Linked DNA regions of Mus musculus: regions 1 and 2 are each linked to region 3. The links are chromatin contacts, called in public Hi-C maps. All regions are on one chromosome and are shown on one strand. The core of a region is the stretch at or near the end of the contact, and the rest is flanking DNA. Distances in the headings are between cores, read along the strand shown.

What was found. A called contact is a pair of places that touch in the nucleus more often than the background predicts.
Region 1: a contact with region 3 is called in a Hi-C map of bone marrow-derived macrophages, with 15 read pairs. The contact joins two enhancer-like sites. A contact is called at or near these places in 1 of 15 datasets of contacts at CTCF or cohesin (the NIH/3T3 cell line), 8 of 484 Hi-C or Micro-C datasets (CD4 T cells, CD4 single positive thymocytes, bone marrow-derived macrophages and 5 more) and 1 of 115 datasets of contacts at active chromatin or transcription factors (the 230-238 cell line).
Region 2: a Hi-C map of bone marrow-derived macrophages shows a contact between it and region 3, with 10 read pairs. The contact joins two enhancer-like sites. A contact is called at or near these places in 1 of 484 Hi-C or Micro-C datasets (bone marrow-derived macrophages) and 1 of 115 datasets of contacts at active chromatin or transcription factors (large pre-B cells).

Annotation. Positions count from the first base shown.
Region 1 is chr16:23,957,168-23,960,498 of GRCm38.p6, reverse strand. No RefSeq gene overlaps it. Among named protein-coding and RNA genes, the nearest start is that of Rtp2, 28 kb to the right of the region's middle. Within about 2 kb of position 1,633, at least 3 of the 459 cell types and tissues checked have an H3K27ac peak or open chromatin away from gene starts, as enhancers often do. A contact at or near this core is called in bone marrow-derived macrophages, where this site is marked.
Region 2 is chr16:24,134,479-24,137,981 of GRCm38.p6, reverse strand. No RefSeq gene overlaps it. Among named protein-coding and RNA genes, the nearest start is that of Gm32126, 23 kb to the left of the region's middle. Within about 2 kb of position 1,876, at least 77 of the 459 cell types and tissues checked have an H3K27ac peak or open chromatin away from gene starts, as enhancers often do. A contact at or near this core is called in bone marrow-derived macrophages, where this site is marked.
Region 3 is chr16:25,247,032-25,250,329 of GRCm38.p6, reverse strand. No RefSeq gene overlaps it. Among named protein-coding and RNA genes, the nearest start is that of Tprg, 38 kb to the left of the region's middle. Within about 2 kb of position 1,344, at least 72 of the 459 cell types and tissues checked have an H3K27ac peak or open chromatin away from gene starts, as enhancers often do. A contact at or near this core is called in bone marrow-derived macrophages, where this site is marked.

The sequences.
Region 1 (3,331 bases), core at 384-2,883, 1.3 Mb after region 3:
TGACATCATAAAGAGTGTGACATCATACAAAGTGTGTGACATCATACAAAGTGCGTGACATCATGCAAAGTGTGTGACATATAAATTGTGTGACATCATACAAAGCTGCTGTCTTTATATCCTAAGCAGGCAGGTTTGGTTAGGTAGCAAGCACATACAGAGTCAGAATCATTGACGATGGTAAATGAGACTCTTTAGGGACTATAATAATTTCACATAGTCAAGAAAACCAAACCAAGAACAGGAAGACATCACATCAAGTGTCACTGCAAGAACTTTGATCAGAGAGATCACTTAATTCCAGAGTATGAACCAGGCCCTCAGAACATTTTCAGTTAAGTTTGAAAACTATAACATGAACAATGTAGAAAAAAATACCAAAAGGCATTAAAATGATTGCCAATAAATGATGATCGTAGGAATCCTGGGGCCTTGAGAAGGACATAGGTGGAATGACACATCACTCTCTCAGGACACTCACTATGTGGTGGCCAGCTTTGCTGAGCAGTTAAGCCAGAGATCAGTATCCTGAAGGTTTCAAGAGCCCCGGGCTTCTCCATGGAATGGCCTCATCTGTTTGGAAAGAGCTATCTTGCTCAATGTCACCATCTCTGAAGTTTGTCCAGGCTGCTGTATCAAAGTAAGACAATCTGAAGGGCTTCGTGCAAGTCCTGGAGGCTGGCTTTCTGAGACCAGATGCCAGCAGGGTGGATTCTCCTGAGTTGTGTGAGAGTCTGTTCCAAGCTTCACTTATAGCCTCTGATGGCTGTCTGACCATCTTTGATTCTCTTCTGGCTTATGAAAACATCGTCTTTGTCTCTCTCTTTTTCTCATGTGTACATGTGCACGTGCACACTCTCGTGTACATGTGTAACCAACCTCTTTATACCACACTAACCAAAAAGCTTCCGCAAAGGGTTAGTGCCTGGATTATATATGAGGTTCAAGCTGCTCAGTAGTGAGAAACAATTAGAGTCAAAATCGATGCAGGAGCTGGTGAGACAGCTCAGTGAGTGAAGGCATTTGCCACACGAGCCTGGCGACCTGAGTTTCATCCCAGGAATTAATTTAAAGATGAAGGGAGAGAACCCAGTCCACAGAGCTGTGCTCTGATCGTTACAGGCACACTGTGGCCTATGTGCCTGCAAACACAGATATGCTGCTGCTGCTGCTGCTGCTGCTGCTGCTACTGCATGGATGATGGTGACAGTGGTGGTGGTGGTGATGGTGATATAAAAATGGTATAAATGGGCTGGAGAGAGATGGCTCAGCAGTTAAGAGCACTGACTGCTCTTCCAGAGGTCCTGAGTTCAATTTCCAGCAACCACATGATGGCACAGAGCTATCTGTAATGGGATCTGTTGCCCTCTTCTGGTTTGTCTGAAGATAGCTACAGAGTACTTATATAAATAAAACAAATGAATATATTTCTAAAAATTTTATAAACATGAATGGACATTTATCCAGACATTTAAATGGTCAAGGGAAATATGAAAGAAGCTCTCAGTTCTGTCACTCATCAGGGAAATGCAATTAGCATCACAGTGAGCTTTTACTTTACTAGAACAGTTGTTACCAAAGGGGCAAGTACTAGGAGAAAGGGGAACTCTACACACTATTCTTGGTAATGTAAATTAGTAATGCCATTATGGAAAGCAGTACGAAAGTTCCTCAAAAATTAGAAACACAAGTTAGCGGATGATCTGACATTCTGATGGCTAGAGATACTCATCCAGAGGGAACACAATGGTAGCCTAGCACCCCGTACCCAGTGCAGCACAAATCACAGAAAGGAAGAAGTAGAAACGACCTAGTATCTACCAACGCATGAATGGATAACGAAAACGTGGTATACAAAGGAGGGGCCTACTGTGTGCAGTTGAATGGCTTCTACAGAACCCGGAGCTCACGCTGTTAGGCAAGCGGGCCCAACAGGCACAATGTGACAAGATCTAGTCTCACAGACCCCGAGCATGTTTATGGGGGACTTTTGGTTAATTGAGGTGGGAGATCTGCCCTAAATGTGTTGGAACCATTTCATGAGACTGCTTTTCAAAAAAAGAGAATGATGTGTGGTGTTCTAGTGCCCACAACAATAACTATTATTAACAATATTGTATCAACTATTTCAAAAATTAGGTAAAAGAAAGTATGTTGCATAATTTTACTGTAAAGACATGATACACAAGATAGGGGACTTGTAGATTTGATTATTAAAAGCCTTTAATGGCAAAAGCACTCATATATCCAACAAATGTGCAGAACTATTATATAGAAGAAAAATTTAAGGCTAAGGGAAAACCATAATGAAAATCCAAGGGCACAACAGTCACGTTGGGTAATGCCTGTGGGTCTCAATGATCTTGTACTAATCAATATTTACTTCGATGTGACAGTGTTTAGACTCACCTAAGAGACAAACCTCTGGGCATGTTTGCGAGGAAATTTCTAGATTTGTTTAACAGAGGTGGGAATACCTACCCTAAATGTAATGACACCATTCCATGAACTGTGGTCTGATGCTGAAGGCCTGGGTTCAGTCCCTAGGAGCATCTCTCTCTCTCTCTCTCACACACACACACACAAGGAGAAAGTCAACTGGGCAACCAGCTCTCATATATCTTTATATCCTAGCGGGATACAATATGGTTCGATACCTTATTCTCCAGCCACCATGCCTTCACCACCTTGACAGTTTATACTCCCTTGAACTGTGACCTGAAATAAACTTACCTCTCTTTATCTTTCCTTTTGTTGAAGATTGGGTCACAGCAAGGAGAAAAGTAGCTACTACAGAATAGTGGTGTCAAGAAGTGGTCCTTGCTGTGACCGTGCTCAGCTCCTTTCTGTGCAGATGATGTTATCGCAAGCTTTCAATCCTGAACATAGAGAGAGCTTCAGGACATTTTGGTGTGGTCTGGTACAACTTTGTGACATCCTCATTTCTCCATCTCGGAACGGGAATGCTTACTCTGTGCATTCGTTATCTATCAGAACTATGCAAATAGGATTTCTCTAAAGTAGAACTTACAGCTAAGAGATTGCCTTAAATCTCAGAAGAGACTCGAGCTTTGGACTTTCAAACAGTGTTGGAACTGCTAAAGGCTATGGGGACTTAAAGTTGAACAGAATGCCTTTTGCCCTAGGAAATGCCCTTGAGCCTTCGGGGACAAGAAATGGAAGGGTAGGGCTTCCACATGACATGCTTGGGTGTCAAGTTGTTGAGGGGTGGACCTGAAATAGCTACTATTGATTATCAACTTGACAATAGCTAGAACCACCCAGGAGACAAATTTCTAGGAGAGTCTATGAGGAATTAGCTAAATTATGT
Region 2 (3,503 bases), core at 627-3,126, 1.1 Mb after region 3:
GTGGCACCGAGGTCTTGAATACAACTGAGCTGGCAATGACAAGGTAGAAGCACTTGCCAGGAAAAGGTAGAGACATGTGCAAATCCTTCCTGCTCCCAAATTGTGGAAGAAAATGGCATGTTGGTTTAAGAGCACGCCAAGTGACAGCCTGAGGTGGCAGGGACAGAGATGAAATTAGCTCAGAATGTCAGGAGGGGTGTGTGCCCTGCCAGAGCATCTCACCTCAGTCTTGCAGGCAGTGCATCTGAAGAGGAATTACAAGGCAAGAGCGAGCCTTGATTATGTTTACTCTCTAAAGGGCTACATAAAGGAATGTACAGACTAGATGCTGCAGCTAGAGGAGATGAGGGCTTGAGCCAGGGCACCATGGGTGGAGGAAGGGACAGCATGGCTGAAATATTAACTTCCAGAGTTAAACTCCCAGCAGGTGATCGGCATGTGGCAATCCAGTCTTGAAAGAGTGCTTCTGAACTTCCTCACTGGAGTCCATGCAAAGCCCCTAATCAAGGCCAGACAGGAATTACCAAGACCAGATTCAGCAACAGGGAGGAAGGAATAGAAAAGAGAACTGCCCTTTGAGCAGGCTTTAAGATGCCAGCAGGAAGCACTGTCCTGGAGCTGTAGTTGGTGTTTGGGAAGGCGGTGGTACTGTATGGGAGGGAACTAGGAGCCAGAGGCAGAGATTTGGGACACACCAGGCTTCGAAGCGTATTTAGGAAGGAGATACAGACAGAAACTCAAAGTGGATTTTTGAAGAATCTCATAGGGATGTGCTCACATCAGGAGATGGGCAGTGGGGGTCCAGGAGAGATTTTTTTAAAGTGCTATGAGTTTGAGGTGGTTGGGTGCTTGCATAGCAAGAATAAGTCCCTGGATTTGGTCCCCAGATCACTGAAAAGAATTGATGAAGCAGTTAATTTTCTTTTAAAATGAAAATACTACTGCGGATCTGAGAATGAGGAAGACTGCAAAAAGGTAGTTTGATTTGGCAACGAGGAGGTCCCCAGAGACCATAGAGGAGTCACAGAAAGGGCTGCACTGGTGTATGGAGTATGTGCAGGGTATCCTGAGCCCAGTGAAGCAGAGTAGAAGCCAAGGGAGACCACTCCTGGCTACGACCAGTCCTGGCTAACTTTAAATTCTTTACCAGTCTAAGATTTTTTTTTTCAAATAGTTTTCTGAAATTGTTAACCCAGGGACAATTTATGGAGAACACACTTCTGCTTTGGCAGGGGACAGAGCAATGAATCACTGTCTCTGTCTTCCGGGCTTTTTTTTTTTTTTTTTTTTTTTTTTTTTTGGTCTAATGTCAGGGAGTGACACAGCAAATTAAACCAACAAGTGTGAAAGTGCTTAGCAGGGCACTCAACATTTAGGTGAGAAACTATTTTCATTTTCAAATTGCTATACATTAGAACCGAGAGGGAAAGGGTAAGAGGGTGCCTAGGGAGCTAGGAATTGCTCAGTTTAGCTAGGGGCTTCTTTTTGTTGCTGTGCTTTAGGTAAGGTCTCACTCCATAGACCAGCCTGGTCCTTAGCTAACAGCCATCCTCTCACCTTGGTCTTCCAAAGATAAGAACTGCCAGCATGTGCCACCTCACTGGGCTAGGGAAAGGCTTCTAAGAAGAGCTTAATTGGAACATGAAGTACTGGTGGGGTCTGAATATGCAGAAGCAAGGGTTATCGAGGCTAGGGACAGTTTTAGATGGCCGGAACCTGTACACTTAAACAGCTGAGTTTGAAAGCAAGAAGAATTGTTAGTAAGGGCCAAAAACAATTTAGTGGCTGTCTCATAGGAATAGAGCTCTAGAACCATGAGTCCTAAGGCAACAACCAGAAGCAACAGGCTCTCCTAAGAACAGGGGCCAGAGGACTTTGAGAGCCTTCCCCACCCCCATTCTGACTCATTGTGGGACTGAGTTAGGTTTTAGTACTTCATTTCCCTTGGTCAAACCAAGGCCATTTGAATGCACCTGCCTGCCATCTGTCACCTTTGCCTGGCCCAGTGAAGGTGGCCATTGTGAGGGGCAGGGAGCACTTGCTAATTATACTTCTGTGGCCAAGGCGCCACGTGAAGGCTTTTGGCGGTCTCACTCAAATGAAGTGGGGGCCGGCTGACTGCTCCGCCACATGTGGAGGCCAGCTTGGCTAGTCCTCCCAGTGAACCTCTAGTTTTGTTTTGAGGTTGCAAATTACAGATGTTGGTGGCTATTCTAAAAAAAAAAAAAAAAAAAAAAAAAGGTGGAAGGGGTGCGCTGAAGAGGAGGAGGGGTGGTGAAGTGGAGTTCCACCTGAAAAAGGGCACACACGACTTGACCCCAGCCTACTGTCCCCACTGTCCTTCATTTTGTCCACCTTAATTCCTCCCTCTTCATCCAAGTAGTTGGACTTGATATACCTAGCAAGTGGTAGGTTTCTACAAGGGAATAAAATGGTAGCAAGCATCACTATGAAGTTATGTGACTAAGGACTCCTGCTTCACCAAACAGTGAGCCACCTTGTTTATCTGCGAGGGCACAGGAGTTTGGCTATGTCAACAGTGACCAATAAACCATAGATCCCCGAGATATGTTATAACATCATTGTTCCTAAGAACTACAACACAGCAGGCACAATATTATAAAAAGAAGTAGAGTTTTCACCTATTGAATTTTCTTGGTCTCCAGAACAGATGGTGGTGGTGGTGGTAGTGATAATGGTGAGATGATGATGATCATAGAGATGATGGTTAGGTGTCACAAGTCATTCTGTATACTACAAAGTACTAAGAAACTTATAAATTCATTTTCTCCCAAAACATGTCTGAGATCCAAGTCAACATTTGAGTATTTGCCAAAAGGTAACTAACACATCTAGTGAAGTGAGCCAAGTACAGATTCATTAGTTAGAACTGAGCATAGTGTGAGTTCCGAGTTTTGCATTGTGGTCTCGCCCTTACCAGCTGGGTGACCTCGGACAAACCATTTCACTCCTCGGAGCTTTAGTGTCTTCATATGTAAAACTGTGTTAATAATAACCATCTCAGAAGGTTATTGTAGGGGTTTGATGATTTCATGTAAATAAAAAGGGACACTGTAAACTCTAAAGCATTATGCAAATATTAATTACTATCTATACAAGAATGGGCTGTCTGCAAGAGTGAATGCCAGTGCTGAGAGGCAATGTGTGCTGTGCCTGAAAGAGCATTTAATTTTGAATCAGAACACAGGGCTTCTATTTTGGTCTTGCATGTCAGGTGGCAGAGGAGAGTGACTTTCAACAGGCAACACACAACCAGCAGTGCACTTGCCTGTACAAAACAACTGCCACCATCCACCTGTCACCTTGTCACCTGTGATAGGCTAAATGATGGCCTCGGAGTTGCTCAGGACCTAACCTCCAGGGCTGTGAATGCCTGCTATCTCCCTGTTCAGATAAGATTAAATCGAGAGTTGAGAGGTGGAAACTCATCCTAGATCATCTTGAAGGGACCACATAAGCACCTGGATGTTTATACGGTGGGG
Region 3 (3,298 bases), core at 95-2,594:
GTATGATTCTATGGGCTGGGGTTTCGATTTGAATGAAATGAGAAAGTGAGGTTGAACATCTTTCATTATGCCTGCTTCCTGATTACAGATGTAATAGGACGCATCGCCTCCTGCACCTACCCTGCCACCATGGCCTGTGTACTCTGGAACTTTAGGTCTAAATTCATACTTCCTCTGTAGGTCACTTTAGCTGGGAATTTTATCACAGCAGATAGAAAAGCTACTAGCGTAGGTTGGAAAGGAAATGTGGAGCAAGTAGTGAACCTGTGTCAGTCAAAACCACCAATGTCAAACACATGGTGCAGGTAACTTTTCCCTCACTGCCTGTCCCCTATGTCTATCAAATGGAAATTATGCATTTGTCATTTTCAATCACCTGACTATATAGTTTTCCAGGTCCCATCTACTCAGCTCAATGACCTTAACACACACCAAAACATGTACTGGTAAAAAACATTTTATGTTGCTATCCTCCAGCGATTAGATCTATCGATGTCATCGTCTCTCCTATGTGCTTTCTAAGTTCAGGGGCTTACGTTGTGCTGGACAAGCATCCAAGTGACAGCAGATGTAGTTGGCCTTCCTGAGCTTGCTTCATTCTACCTCCCATGGTTGGAGTTCCCATCTTTCCGTAGTCTCTGTTTCTTGCCTCCCTGTTTCCACAGCATACAGAGTCCAGACCTTTAATGGCACTCAGGCTCCGACACCGGGTCCCATTCGTTCATTCCAATTTTCCATGTTCTTCTTCCTCACATATACACTAAATTTTAAGCTATACCCAGACTCAGTGTTAAAGTCTAAATTCAGGAGGCCAAACTGGCTTGTCTACCTAGTAGGAACCACTAGAATGTTCCTCTGTTCTGCCACACCCTCTCAGTCTCAGACTTGCCCTGTTGAAAGCATCACCTTCCTCGTAGTTTCAAAACACGTGCCCTTGCCTTCCTCCTACCTCCTTAGATGGCCCTTTGCCAATCTCTCTCTGTGCCCTGGAGTGTGAGCCTGGAGGAACAACTTGCATTACTTGAGATGAAATTAGATGCAGATGCTAGAAGGGAGTAATACTATAGAAAGAAGCAGAAGAAAAAAACAAACCAAGCATACAAACAAACCACCAGCTTTTGGCTTCCGATGAAAGTATGTCTACATAGCTTCAAATCAGAGCTGTGCGGCTGGTTCTCCAGAGTAGCACCTGGAACGCTGTTTACCAACCCTTTCTCTTGTCTGTTCAGTTGCTTGCGATGCTTTGAAGTCTGCAAAAACTACTATCTCCAATCAGAGCTGGGTTTCCTCTCCAGACAGGAAGACTGCCCTTCAACAGAGAAGCTATGCTTCTATTTGTGGTCTGACTATAGCTATGACTCATCCAGTCAAGCCAGAGGCTGTTTTGATCCTTCGCTGTCCAGAGTCTGTTTACAGTTGTAATTTTCTCTCTTTCCTTTCGTCTTGCTCTCTCCACTCTTCTGAATTATCAGAAGAGTCATACACATTTGACAAGTAGAACCTGTACAGGAGAGAGTATTACAAGTGAACACACTTTCTCATGACACCCACAAATAAATGCTTGTGTTTACAGGTCTGATGACGGAGTTCCAGTAATGACTTGGCCTTTTTTTTTTTTACTTGATTAAATATTCCCCTGGGCCTGCCAGTCTGGACTTCGGTTATTTAACGAGGACGTTGGAACACAACCTCAAGACGTCTGCAAAACTGACCTTTTCTTAAGGTTTACTCCCAGAGCAAAGTAAAGCTTGCGTTAGACTGGATGGCTCCGGGATACCAGTTTGTAATTCACGCTCCTCAAATCCCACCAGAACCACGGAGAACCATGGGGCATATGATGGAAATTCCACGTTGCACTTGGAGAAATGGAAATTAAAGAGGAGAAGGCAACTTGTCACAAGTCACAAGAGTAGTCACAACACAACAGTGTCTCACTGAAGGGCTTGCACTGAACATCGATCAGCTCGAGGTTGACTGTCCACAGTGTACAAACTTCCTGGGTCATTTTATGGCACTGCTATGCACTCTCTTCTCTTCTGCTCAGGAATGTCACTGGCTAGAGGGACCATGGACCAGAGCAGGTAAAATGAAAGACAAGCACAAAACTGACCTATTTTTTTAAGAGCTGTCTTACTGTTAGACTTGGACACGATACAGAACACTCTTAAGAGCCATGAGTGATCTGAAAGTGTACCACCTCAGAGGCGCCACACCTACCTCCTCTCCTCTAGACCTTCATTTTCAGACCATTCTCTACAGTAGAGTTAATTCACACTTACATGAAGTTTGAAGGAGAAACCAGAATCACCAAGAACATTTTAGCTATAAGGACTTTGTTCTGCTTGGGAGAATTATTGTATCCCAACTATGACACCTTATTTTCTTCAAAATAGAATTCAGCTGACACTTCTCAACTCTAATATTAAAGATTATCCTTTGGTACAAATTTTGCACAAGCTCACTGTAGACCATTCAGAATGCACACATATATTTTTTACACAGAAAGAAAATAATTTGTAAACCAAAGATCCCTATTTGCTACACCTATATTTAGTTAGAATCAAATTACAATAATTTGTAATTGTGTTATAAGAGATCTCCAGATCATTGAAAAATAAAATGTATACATGCACAGCCACACACATGAAATTCCCCAGTAGAAAGCCCTGAACTTTAAATGTAATCTTTTATAGAGTAGACATGGCTTATCAACAGCTGCCCTTTTGTCACCTTCAGGGTTAAGATCGATCGTGTTGGAGGGTCCCTGAGATCCTTCTCCTCAGCTACCACAAAATAAGTAAATAAATAAAAAAGGAAAAAACAAAAACAAAAGACAAAACCGATGAACTAGCTGAGGGTGTTATTGTCACATTTTAATTATTGCACTGCAACAAAGTGAAGAATTTGAAAGGCTTGGGCAACATGGGATAGATGGTTACTCTGCTTGCAGATGTGGAGCATTTCAGGAATTGCAGCAACTGCGGAAGTGGCAAAAGGGAAAGTGGAAACCCTCCAGAGTCAGACACGTTAGGTCCGCTGGAGCTTCAAATCCTCTGCTCAGTATCCAGCATCCTTACTAAAAGTGCTGTATGCCGCTGAGTCTCAACGTCCTCTTCTCTCAAATGCAGGCTCCTGAATCCCTTCCTGTTCCTCAAACTCAAGCCACCGCCTGCATTATATCAGAGTATAAATGACTACTCGGGGCATTTAATGATAGTGCTTAAATGCAGGGTTCAAGCCCCAACCTCATTAAAAGACTATTGTAGCTAGAATTAAACCCTTTGAGATTTTTATGGTG